Regions from separate parts of the Salmo salar genome. Here region 2 is linked to region 1. Evidence: chromatin contacts called from public Hi-C data. All regions are on one chromosome and are shown on one strand. The core of a region is the stretch at or near the end of the contact, and the rest is flanking DNA. Distances in the headings are between cores, read along the strand shown.

Region 1 (6,760 bases), core at 2,676-5,175:
GTCCTTTAGGTGCCTTTTGGTAAACTCCAAGCAGGCTGTCATGTGCCTTTTACTGAGGAGTTGCTTCCGTCTGACCTGAATGGTGGAGTGCTACAGAGATGCTTGTCCTTCTGGAAGGTTCTCCAATCTCCGCAGAGGAACTCTGGAGCTCTGTCAGAGTGGCCATCAGGTTCTTGGTCACCTCCCTGACCAAGGCCCTTCTCCCCCGATTGCTCAGTTTGGCCTGGTGGCCAGCTCTAGGAAGTCTTGGTGGTTCCAAACATCTTCCATGTAAGAATGATGGAGGCCACTGTGTTCTTGGGGACCTTCAATGCTGCAGAAATATTTTGGTGCCCTTCCCCATATCTGAGCCTCGACACAATCCTGTGTCAAAGCTTTACAGACAATTCCTTTGACATCATGGCTTGGTTTTTGCTCTGACATGCACTGTCAAATGTGGGATCGTATATAGACAGGTGTGTGCCTTTCCAAATCATGTCCAATCAATTGAATTTACCACAGGTGGACTCCAATCAAGTTGTAGAACCATCAAGGTTGATCAATGGAAACAGGATGCAGCTGAGCTTAATTTCAAGTCTCATTGCAAAATGTCTGAATGCTTATGTAAATAAAGCATCTGTATTTATTTTTAAAACATTTGCAAAAATTTCTAAAAACCTGCTTTTGCTTTGTCATTATGGGGTATTGTGTGTAAATGTTCTTGTGTTCTTATTGAATCCATTTCAGAATAAGGCTGTAACATAAAATGTGGGGGGAAAAAAATCAAGGGGTCTGAACACTTTTCGAATGCACTGTACGTGTTAGAATGATACAAGGTATGAAAGAGTAAGTGAAAAGTGTGTGGGGCCTAGCGCTTAAGAGCATTAGGCCAGTAACCAAAAGATTGCAGGATCTAATGCCTGAACTGACTAGGTGAAAAATAAATAAATAAATACAAAATCTGTCGATGTGCCCTTGGGCAAGGATTTTAACGCTAATAGCTCCTGTACTGTGTGGGTTTCCACCGAACTACAACAGGGTATGACAAGAGGCTACTTGAGACTAAGGAGTGGACCCAGCTGTAATTAGTGGTAGTAAGTTAGCTGCTGTGCTTTGCCCCATCTCTGTCAAGGTCAAGTTCAAGGCAGGACCAACGAAGCACAGAGACAAACCCTATAATAGTGTTGCACTGCCGTCTACTGGCATTTTACAGAAGGTTCCATTTTGATCTTGGGTTGCGCTGGGTATGATGAACCTGAGGGGGATCGTGCCAGTTCAGTAGTCATGTAGCACACTCTAGTGGCCACTCAAGTTCATGTCATGCTTTCATCCTACTTGAAACATTTACAAATTATTTGTACACCACTTACATCAGAACCTTTTAAAGAGAAATAAAATGTATATTTTTGTATTTTAGTAGTTATACAAAACATCAGTAGTAGTAGTAGTAGTAGTAGTAGTAGTAGTAGTAGGGAATGTCAACATCCAGGTTTATTTAAGAGAATTTCATGTTCTTCATATGAACACCATCACTAAAGACTGAACACAGATCATATGCATTAGTTTCATATACATTCTGTTGGCACAAATCATTACAATTTACAAAACAGTCTTATGTTCATCAATGCATAAAAAAACAGTCACATGCATGAATACTGTTTGCAGGTCTGTAAGTATTGTCTCAGCAAGAGATGGGCTAAAAATATTTTTGCTTCCATTTTTTTAATCTGCATTAGGTACATATAAATCCCTCCTGATTCATAAAAAGCACACACACATCTTTCAGAATAGAGTTCACTTGAATTGAGAATCTGTTTGATTATTCAGTCTTGCTGTAGGCCACATCAAACTCAATCTCAAAAACAACTTGTGCATTCATTTTATAAATCTTGACTCAGAAAACAATCCAAACCAATGGCGCTTGGACACTGCTTGACTGTTCAAGGGGTTTCTGGTTCACTGATCATTTCGTCAATGCAACTGTTTTGAAGGTGCTAATAGGATACATTAGTGTACTTTTTAGGAGGACTCCCAATGGGGAATCCACAAGTAGCAAGGGAGAGAGTTCGAGAGATCATTTGTAATTGTGTTAGGTACTCAATTGTGACCATCATCGTTGAGAAGTATTGGTACAACGCGAGAGAATGATCCTGGATGAATACCTCCTTCGTATTGGAGCAGGGCCAAAAGCTCTACATTCATACTTAGAAGTTTGACCCCTGAACTCCAAAGCTACTCATCAATTTTCCTCCTCTATTTTATTATAAACATCTGATATATGAAAAACACAGGCCTGACGAGAAAAAGGAAGCAACCCACAAAAAGTTAGCGACGCAGTATATCAGTCATTGTAAAACAGTTACTACTCCTCTCTTAGGCACTTCAAATAATCAGTAACAAGAGCTGGGACTTAGTCACATATCACATTTTGCAACCAAGCGCACTTACTATAATAGAGCACAGCACACACAACAAAACCTCAGTCGGCCTGGGTAGGCTGAAAGGTAGAACGATGAATGCACACAGATCTAGGGTCAGTTTTACATTAGCTCCCGCTGAAAATGATGGTTAGAATTTGAGAAGTTAAGCTGATCCTGGATCTGTGCCTAAGGGCCAACTTGAACCGGGAGCAGGCAGACAGTAGCTGTAAAAGGTATACAGGACACTAGTGCAACCAACTGTGTTGTGAAGACTAAGAGAGTGCAAGCGCCACAGAACACCACACCCAGAAAAGCTGTACAGAGTAGAGGAGGGAAGTCTGTCTCATTTTATTGGAGGGGTTTCCTTTTATGGGGTAGCTGTGGGATAGCACTCCCCAATCCAGATACTGGAGGGGCACTGTACAGCTGGCTTTCACTCAGACCGCTCTCTGAGTGGACTACTAGGAAGGCTTGTGCTTTATCAAAACGTGCACTGAATGACATCACCTGAACGTTATGAGGTGTGTTTTTAATAATAGTGCTGCAATGACTAATAAGATGCAGATGTCAATCCGGATAAATCTTATTTAAAAATTCATATTTCTGAACAGAAATGATAGCCAGTACGCAGTGGTCCTATAGAAGCAGAATCAGGGAGTGCTGGGGCAACTCAGAGGAGCAAACTTAAGATGCCAGACACTCCGACCAAACTTAATCCTTCTTTATCAAGTCCCACCCCTACATCCCCCCGCCTCTACGTCACCCCCCCTCCCAGCACCACGTCACCCCCCCCCTCCCAGCACCACGTCAGCCCCCCTCCCAGCACCACGTCACCCCCCCTCCCAGCACCACGTCACCCCCCCTCCCAGCACCACGTCACCCCCCCTCCCAGCACCACGTCACCCCCCTCTCCCAGCATCACGTCACTCCCCTACCAGTACCACGTCACCCCCTCTCCCAGCACGTCACCCCCCTCCCAGCATCACATCACCCCCCTCCCAACACCACGTCAGCCCCCCTCCCAGCATCACGCCACCCCCCTCCCAGCATCACGTCACCCCCCTCCCAGCATCACGTCACCCCCCTACCAGCACCACATCACCCCGACCCTATATCACTCCACTTAGCTCAATATACAACCCCCCCAGCTGTCCTCCCTACTGCTGACAAGGCAGAGCCCCAGGCAGCCAGCCAGCCAGTCAAGCCTGTAGCCAGGCTAAAGATAGAACTGGACACTATTAAAATATATACCAGTGGCCTGTTTTAGTACTGTGGACGTGTTACACTGACAGACTGCTGAGAAACATTCTATTGGCTGTTAGGTTAACCCATATATGTCAGTTAGTTCAACTCATTTTCTGCAGGTTAGTAGGTCAGTGAAAAAACAGCTGTGTATTGTCACTCACTGTATTCATTGCACTCCGAGTGTACAAAATATTAGGTTCACCTCCCCAATATTATGTTGCACCCCCTTCTGCCCTCAGAACAGCCTCAATTTGTCCAAGGCATGGACTCTACAAGGTGTTGAAAGCGTTCCACAGGGAGGCTGACCCATGTTGATTCCAATGCTTTTCACAGTTGTGTCAAGTTGGCAGGATGTCTTTTTGGGTGGTGGACCGTTCTTGATACACACAGGAAACTTGAGTGCGAAAAACTCAACAGCGTTGCAGTTCTTGACACAAACTGGTGCACCTGGCACCTACTACCATACCCTGTTCAAAGGCACTTAAATATTTTGTCTTGTCCATTCACCCTCTGAATGGCACACATATACAATCCATGTCTCAATTGTCTCAAGGCTTAAAAATCCTTCTTTAACCTGTCACCTCCCCTTTGTCTACACTGATTGAAGTGGATTTAACAGGTGACATCAAGGGATCATAGCTTTCACCTGGATTCACCTGGTCAGTTTATGTCATGGACATGTTTTGTACACTGTGTATATTTCTTGTGAGAACTTCACTGTACCAAAGAAAATATGTTATTAATATCAATCTTCTCTAGTCATAAATCATTATTAATTACAATGCCCCTCTTGTATATACTTTGGTATAACTCATTAAACAAAAATCATCAACCAAACAAAACTAAATCTCATGGGGGTACATTGTGGTTTGATAAAAGACAAATCCAACTCATGTGGAAGGAGATAGATAGGAACAACTCATCTGATCCAGACTGTTGGAAGATCCCCTCTTCAAGTAGGGACGCAAGGCAAGGGAGACACCCGGAAGGTGTGCGTTGTCTGTCACAGTCACACACACAGTCTCTCACACACACACACAGGTAACCTAGACCTTTACATATGCAGATCATTGTGCATTTTGAATAACTGAACATATTGCACCTGAACACGATGTACAGGATGACAGTGTATATTATGATCCACCCAATGTACCTCTTATGAGACTTCATGCCTCCATGTACATACACAAAGTTGAAGACATTCATTGCACACACTGTGTGTGTGTGTGTGTGTGTGTGTGTGTCCACAGTGCTGACCTGGATCACTCAATCACACATTCCCCAATCCATCATGCCTTGACCTTAGAAAGCGACAACGTTTTTTTTTCTCATCCTGGCCTTCACGTCGTTTGTGCTGAGGTTCTCATAGAGCGACTGTCCTGCTATTATCTATGGTCTTCACTCCCTGGCCGTTGCCTTCTCCATCTCTCCACCAGTCTCTCCCTACTGGTTACCTGTTATTATACCTCAGCTGGTACAACTTCTTCAGAAGGATCTGTGTCATGTCAAAGGTGGTGAAGCTGATGCCCACAGCGATGGGCCCTTTGACCCAGTTCATACTGAGGCCCTTGTAGAGGCCACGCACCACGCCCTCCTCCGCCACGATGTCCCGCATGGTACCCAGGATGGTGCCGTAGGTGTGCCCCGTCACGCCCGCCGTCTGCATGCGCCGCCGCACCACATCCAACGGGTAGGAGGCCGATTGGCCCAGGAGACCTGCGCATGCCCCGAACACCAACCTCTCGTACGAGTAGGGCTGGGGGCGACCGCTCCGCTCTGGAGAGAGATGGAGGGAGTGAGTGAGTGAGTGAGTGAGTGAGTGAGAGATGGAGGGTGAGAGATGGAGGGTGAGAGATGGAGGGTGAGAGAGAGGGTGAGAGATGGAGGGAGAGAGAGGGTGAGAGATGGAGGGAGAGAGAGGGTGAGAGATGGAGGGAGAGAGATGGAGGGAGAGAGATGGAGGGAGAGAGATGGAGGGAGAGAGGGTGAGAGATGGAGGGAGAGAGGGTGAGAGATGGAGGGAGAGAGGGAGTGAGGGGAGATGGAGGGAGGAGGAGGAGGAGTGAGGAGTGAGATGGAGGGAGGGAGGGAGGGAGTGAGATGGAGGAAGGGAGGGAGGGAGTGAGATGGAGGGAGGGAGTGAGATGGAGGGAGGGAGTGAGATGGAGGAAGGAGGAAGGAGGGAGGAAGGAGTGAGAGATGGAGGAGGGAGGGAAGGAGGGAGGGAGGGAGTGAGAGATGGAGGGAGTGAAGGAGGGAGGGAGGGAGTGAGGGAGTGAGAGATGGAGGGAGTGAGAGATGGAGGGAGGGAGGGAGTGAGTGATGGAGGGAGGAGGGAGTGAGAGAGGGAGGGAGTGAGTGAGTGAGAGAGGGAGGGAGTGAGAGAGGGAGTGAGTGAGAGAGTGAGGAGTGAGGGAGTGAGATGGAGGGAGTGAGATGGAGGGAGGGAGGGAGGGAGGGAGTGAGATGGAGGGAGGGAGTGAGGGAAGGAGGGAGGGAGTGAGAGAAGGAGGGAGGGAGTGAGGGAAGGAGGGAGGGAGTGAGAGATGGAGGGAGGGAGTGAGAGATGGAGGGAGGGAGGGAGTGAGAGATGGAGGGAGGGAGTGAGTGAGAGATGGAGTGAGAGAGGGAGGGAGTGAGAGAGGGAGGAGTGAGAGAGGGAGTGAGAGAGGGAGTGAGAGAGGGAGGAGTGAGAGAGGAGGGAGTGAGAGAGTGAGAGAGGGAGGGAGTGAGAGAAAGTGAGGGAGATGGAGTGAGAGATGGAGTGAGAGATGGAGGGAGTGAGTGAGAGAGGGAGGGAGTGAGGGAAGGAGGGAGGGAGTGAGAGAAGGAGGGAGGGAGTGAGGGAAGGAGGGAGGGAGTGAGAGATGGAGGGAGGGAGGGAGTGAGAGATGGAGGGAGGGAGTGAGTGAGAGATGGAGTGAGAGAGGGAGGGAGTGAGAGAGGGAGGGAGTGAGAGAGGGAGTGAGAGAGGGAGTGAGAGAGGGAGGGAGTGAGAGAGTGAGAGAGGGAGGGAGTGAGAGAGTGAGAGAGTGAGAGAGTGAGAGAGTGAGAGAGAGTGAGGGAGATGGAGTGAGAGATGGAGTGAGGGAGAGAGGGAGGGAGGGAGTGAGAGA
Region 2 (6,760 bases), core at 2,583-5,082, 260 kb before region 1:
AGTAGATAATAAACAAAAGTGAAATATACAATAAAAATTAAGAGTAAACATTACATTCAAAGAAGTTCCAAAAGAAGAAAGACATTTGAAATGTCATATTATGTTTCCTCCCAACACTGCCCTGCCCTTTTATATTCCATGAAGCAGCCCGCAGCAGGTGAGCAATTTGGTGACGGTGGTGCGAGTGAGGAAGTTTCAAACTCTCAGATATAAAGCTCCATTTGCTTTGTTTTGTTATATGAAGTGTGCATTACTTACCGTAATTTACGGACTATTGAGCGCACCTGAATATAAGCCGCACCCACTGAATTTAAAAAAAGTATTATTTTGAACATAAATAAGCCGCACATGTCTATAAGCCGCAGGTGCCTACCTGTACATTGAAACAAATGAACTTTACACAGGCTTTAATGAAACACGGCTTGTAACAAAAATAAATAGGCTTTAACGAAACACGGCTTGTAACAAAAATAAATAGGCTTTAACGAAACACGGCTTGTAACAAAAAATAAAACATTTGCAGTAAACTGTAGCCTACCAAGAAAGTCATTGGTCACTATCTTCCTCCTCCTGTGCACTGAAACCACTGAAGTCATCTCCTTTCAAAAAAAATCCATATATTAGCCACGTCATTGTTTAAGCCGTGAGGTTCAAAGCGTGGGAAAAAAGTTGCGGCTTATAGTCCGGAAATTACGGTACTCACTACTTTACCCTGCAACGGGGTCAAACTTTTTGGACATTCAGGAAGTCAAAGCTTTTGGACATTCAGGAAGTCAAAGCTTTTGGACATTCAAGAAGTCAAAGGTTTTGGACTATCAGGAAGTTCAAATAAAGTGGCCTTACCTGTCATGTGACCTGTGCTCCTGGCTGAGGACTCCTCGTTCACAGCACCGTCCCTAAAACCCAGAGAGGGACACGGTGAATATGTGTACACACACACACACACACACACACACACACACACACACACACACACACACACACACACACACACAGAGAAAGATATTTGAGTCTCTCTGTGGTCAATATTGCCTTACAGATATAGTGGGACCATTTTGGGCATCACACTGTACCTGATACATTCTCAAACTGAACATAGGAATAGCCACAGGCACAAAAGGTCCCTGATTATTTTAGCAGTACCCCATTAACACCTCCATGGGAGAGGGGGAGATATTCAGGGTGAGGAAGGGTAAAGGATGATGGAGGTCAGGGTGGCATCCACATGGGGTCAGAGTTTAATCCAATCATGAGATTTCACAACTCTCTGCTACATCCAGCTACTCCCCCAAAACTAACATCACACAGCTGCTGCTATTCAGTATTACCCCCCATTTAACTAGGCAAGTCAGTTAAGAACAAATTCTTATTTACAATGATGGCCTACCCCGGCCAAACCCAGACGACGCTGTGCCAATTGTGCACCTCCCTATGGGACTCCCAATCACAGCCAGTTGTGATACAGCCTGGAATCGAACCAGGGTCTGTAGTGACACCTCTAGCACTGAGATGCAGTGCCTTAGACCGCTGTGCCACTCGGGAGCTGATAATTATAATGTTGCACAAAAAAAAGTTTGACAGGCCCACTGGGCTAAAAATGGACCAGCCCATCTGCCATTTGCCCAAAATGCCAGATGGCCAGACCGCCCCAAGAGGGACTCACCCTCACAGAGGAAAGGAAAACCAGCTTTGTAGCAGTACAGTAGTATTTCTGCAATTAATACCGTAACATTGCATTGTTGACTTTCCTAACAGGCAGTACAATAACAAGTTGACTAAAGTAGAAATAACTGCCACACATGCCACAATTCTTTGATTACATAGGCCTCCATCAGTTGCTGGTTCAGAAAATAACCTTGTTGTGTTTGGACAGCTGAGCTGCTGATTGCAGACTGGTGAGATGGTAGTTCACTGGCCCTGCTGGTGGGACATAAACAAAACAGTCTGGCCCTTTTCAGACCCAGGGCCAGCCCTAGCATTTCAGGGGCCCTAAACGAGATTTGTTTGGGGGCAGGGCCCCCACCTTGCGGGTAAATTATTTTAGTTGACGGTGGAGGGAAATGTTTTTGTTTTAAAGTGAATTTCCTGCAATTCTACACATTTTGCCATGGGGAGTAGAGAACATATTGCAGTTTTAAAGCAAACTTTCTGCAATTCTACACATTATGCCATGGGGTGGAGAGATGTTTAGCAATTTTATAACACATTTCATGCAATTCTACTAATTTTGCCATCGGGCAGAGACATATTTTGCAGCTAATTTCCTGCAATTCTACCAATTTTGCCAAGATTTATGCCATGTTAATGATATCTGAGTGAGAGTGACTACCTAAATCAACGGGGGTCCCCTGGAGATCATGGTCCCTGGGCCCATGCCCTTTGTGCCCGGTCAGTATTTGTCCATGATTAATACAAGTTTAAATAGCTGGCTAAACTAAGATTAATACAAGTTTAGATAGCTGGCTAAACTAACTTACCAATCTAAAAATGTTTAGTTGACATGGCTAATCAGTGACTGACATAACAAGAGAAAAAACACCCATGCACAACCAAATTTCGAAATTGAACCTTGTATATTCTACTATTACGAGGGGAGCCCTAAGTGACTGCGTATGTGCTTATGCTTGGTGCCTGCCCTGCTCAGACCCAAATTACTGTTAGCATAGGGGTTACAAACGCTAAATGAATTTTAAATAATAAAACCGCCCACTTTGATTCTCCCATGACTCACCAAATGAGGAACAACTGTGATGTTCAGGGCTGTGTGCATGTGCTCTAAATAACCGGACAATTAGGCTACAGTACATCACAGGAGCCATGCCACTGTTTCTTCCACACCTCCTTGAAGATAAAATACGGGCCTAACTGGTTCATCAGTTGCCACTGATTGTGTCTCTCTCGTCTTGTGAATTTATTGGGCTGCCCATCATCAAGAACCCCAGTTCCAAATTGGCAGAAACTATAAAAAGGATGCTGTAGTATGCAAATGCTACACATTGCGCACATCGGGTTGTCACGTGACTAGCAGGCCGTTCTATACCCCCCTATTGGTATAACCATCTGTACAACAGCAAACCATGTATTGATAAGTAAATGTATAGAAACCGCCTCAATCGTCTTTAGCTAGCCAAATAAACCATACGATGTAATTAATGACCTAATTGACATAGGCTATAGTTAGAGGACGACGGAGTTTATGACATGGTGTTCTTATTTATACAAAAGACAATATCAATAGGTACGTGCATCTTGTAAGGATGCCAATATATAGGCCAGAAATAGTCGGTTTGTGAATTTTGAGGATATGACGCAAATCAGCTGTCAACACCTAATAATTAGTCTGAGTATGTGTTAAGGGCAAGGCCTTAATTACATGTAAAGCGCTCGCATCAATTATTGTGGAGAACACAGGTCCAGTAAATATTTTCGATTTCACCCTCAATAATCACTGCAATTGTGAAACCACCACCTCGAAAATTAAACCTTTATTCCAAAACCCAGCCAACAATAATATTAGACTATTCAATCATTCCACTATTCAATCATTCAAGCCAGCATTCTAGAGCAATGTTTTTTACCTTTCAGACGCGCCCCAGGTCTGTCCTGGCGATGAGGTCCAATCCATATATTCCGTCAGTTAAAGGGTCACCTTGCGTGGTAACCCGTTTTTTTTATATCATCCTGCCAAGGCTGCCATCAGTCCATTTAAAGGTTCCGATAAAAAGGGAAATTGTCGGTGGTCAGTTTCCCAATCATTACTGCGTTTGGAAGTGGTTGGACCTCAAGATGATGCGCGCCTTGAAATGTGCCACCGATGCGGTTGGGTATTGTCATACACACCGCCCTCAGCCCCCACACACCCTTCCTCCAGCTCAACTATAGTCGCACGGTTGCCTCGAATGTTTCTAAGGTTCATGTTTTAGATAGAATGTCTAAATTCTGAATGATCAGAATACATCTTTTTTTAATGGGTAAATACAGCCTACTATAAGGCCATGTTTATGTGACTTTGCACTTTAGCCTAATTTCCCAAAATGTTTAGACCAAATGTCTTTCTTAAAAATTGAGAAGTGAATGTAGCTGTGGTAAAATAGGATACAGAAGATACGGGGTATCTCAAACCGTCCAATATGTTTACTATGGAATTTACATTTTTACTGTTTTGTTATTGAGATAATGTGAATGATGTATGTGTGTAATACATAATAGCCAACATGTGTTACTGTGTGCATGAAATGATATTGAGGTACATAGTAATATGTATGGTCCTACAGAATGTAATGAGTGTGGGTGTAGATGAGTTGTAATTTCCCTAAGAGGCACTAGATGACACTATAAGCTTTACAATGACTGTTTTACCTTCAACCTATTTTGGCTACTGTATAGAGTATCACAGTATGAGTCATAATACCCATAAAACCTAGAGGTCAAACAGGGAAATGGTTACAATCGTTTTTCCACCATTTCATTTTTCGTATTGAGGATTTTAGAAACACTTAAAATAAGGGCTGTGTTTCGTGTAGGCTTACCCTGGCGTGACGTTTTGATAACCGTGTAATTCTCTCTCGGACAAGGTGACTTTACCCCGGCTAAACGAGCTGTTATGCTACGTTTCATTCTCATTGCTATACTTCATAAATACTGCACTCTCAACTTCAAAACTGCTTAAAGTCATGTAACTACGAAATTCTTTCGAAAGAAACTTGAAAATGATTTATTGTTTTGTTGAATAGCCACAACGGTGGCGAAGGATATAATTTCAATGTTTCTTCCTCAGTTTTAAGATCCACCAGCATCATAGGTGTAAGGTTAGCTAGACGTTTCTGACTGGGCTTGGAACTGTGACAATGGGATATGTAGGGATTTTGCCAACACAGCCAGATATGTACACAGTCTTGTACCCTTAACGTTTTTTAAACTGACTATCTTGTTGATTACATAAGACTTTATTAGTATAATGAGTAATCCAAGAATATCACAAGTTAATTGACATGAGAAAACTTGCGCCAATGACTATAACAGAGATCCCACTCCTCCTCAACACTCTATTGTAACTTTGATATGCAGGGTTGGGGAGTAAGTTACATATAACTGATAAAAAAAACTGTGATCTCTTACTTTACCAGCAAAAATATTGTAATCAGATTACAGATACTTTTGAAAAACTAGATGGTTACTTCTAGGATTAGGCTACTTTTAAGTTCAGAAAGGATGTTTGCGGAGGAAAAACACGCAAGTTTAAATTTGTTCCACCTGAGCAAGTCTGACCACAAGTCAGAGACCATTATGATGACACACCAAATGTGTTTGATGGATGTCTGGAAAAGAGCAGTAATAGGCTTTTGTAGGCTACAGTCCAAACTATGTCTTCTCTCAGCATCCAAAGATTATGCATCCAATGTGAATAAACACTTGGAGGTAAAACGACAGCAGTGGTGTAGCCTACGGGCGATACGGTTATCATTAACATCTGCATAGCACAATGATTTAATCACACTGTTGCTCTCTCATTTAGCTTTTTGCGCCTTGCGGATGGATTGTGGTTGTTATGGATGGCTGTTCACAAATGTATATGTGTATTTTACCCCAATAATGGTTGAATTGAAGAAGTTTAAGATGCCTAACAATCATTGTTTTTGCGACTAGTAGACAGCCAGTTAAAGCTGCAATACAGTGCATTCGGAAAGTATTCAGACCCCTTCACTTTTTCCACATTTTGTTACATTACAGCCTTATTCTAAAATGGATTTAATACCCCATAATGACAAAGCAAAAACAGGTTTTTAGAAATGTTTGCTAATTTATTAAAAATAAAAAACAGAAATACCTTATTTACATAAATATACAGACCCTTTGCTATGACATTCGAAATTGAGCTCAGGTGCCTCCTGTTTCCATTGATCATCCTTGAGATGTTTCTACAACTTGATTGGAGTCCACCTGTGGTAAATTCAATTGATTGGACATGATTTGGAAAGTCACACACCTGTCTATATAAGGTCAGACAGTTGACAGTGCATGTCAAAGCAAAAATCAAGCCATGAGGTTGAAGGAATTGTCCGTAGAGCTCCGAAACACGATTGTGTCGAGGCACAGATCTGGGGAAAGATACCAAAAAATGTTTTGTCCCCAAGAACACAGTGGCCTCTATCATTCTTAAATGGAAGAAGTTTGGAACCACTAAGACTTCCTAGAGCTGGCCGCCCAGCCAAACTGAGCAATCGGGGGAGAAGGGCCTTAGTCAGGGAATTGACCAAGAACCCGATGGTCACTCTGGCAGAGTTCCTCTGTGGAGATGGGAGAAACTTCCAGAAGGACAACCATCTCTGCAGCACTCCATCAATCAGGCCTTTAAGGTAGAGTGGCCAGACATAAGCCACTCCTCAATAAAAGGCACATGACAGCCAGCTTGGAGTTTTCCAAAATGCACCTAAAGATTCCTCAGATCATGAGAAACAACATTCTCTGGTATGATGAAACCTAGATGGAACTCTTTGGCATGAATGCCAAGTGTCACGTCTGGAGGAAACCAGGCACTGCTCATCACCTGGCCAATACCATCCCTACGGTGAAACATGGTTGTCACACTCTGATCTGTTTCACCTGTCTTTGTGCTTGTCTCTACCCCTTCCAGGTGTCGCCCATTTTCCCATTATCCCCTGTGTATTCATACCTGTGTTCTCTGTTTGTCTGTTGCCAGTTCGTCTTGTCTTGTCAGGTCTTACCAGCGTTCTTTCCCGCTTTCCTGTTTCTTTATTTC

What was found. A called contact is a pair of places that touch in the nucleus more often than the background predicts.
Region 2: a contact with region 1 is called in a Hi-C map of muscle, with 2.9 times the contacts expected there. The contact joins the promoter of LOC106569692 here to the enhancer-like site in region 1. A contact is called at or near these places in 2 of 3 Hi-C or Micro-C datasets (gill and muscle).

What each region holds. Positions count from the first base shown.
Region 1 is chrssa14:39,443,891-39,450,650 of Ssal_v3.1, reverse strand. slc25a42 (solute carrier family 25 member 42) reads right to left here. Exons shown (of 8, transcript XM_045694357.1): 8 at 3,711-5,420. The coding sequence ends at 5,095. Among protein-coding and RNA genes, the nearest start is that of LOC106569685, 54 kb to the left of the region's middle. Within about 2 kb of position 3,925, at least 1 of the 13 cell types and tissues checked has an H3K27ac peak or open chromatin away from gene starts, as enhancers often do. A contact at or near this core is called in muscle, where this site is marked.
Region 2 is chrssa14:39,700,693-39,707,452 of Ssal_v3.1, reverse strand. LOC106569692 (myomegalin) reads right to left here and starts at 3,832. Exons shown (of 45, transcript XM_045694367.1): 1 at 3,579-3,832; 2 at 844-896. The coding sequence starts at 3,625.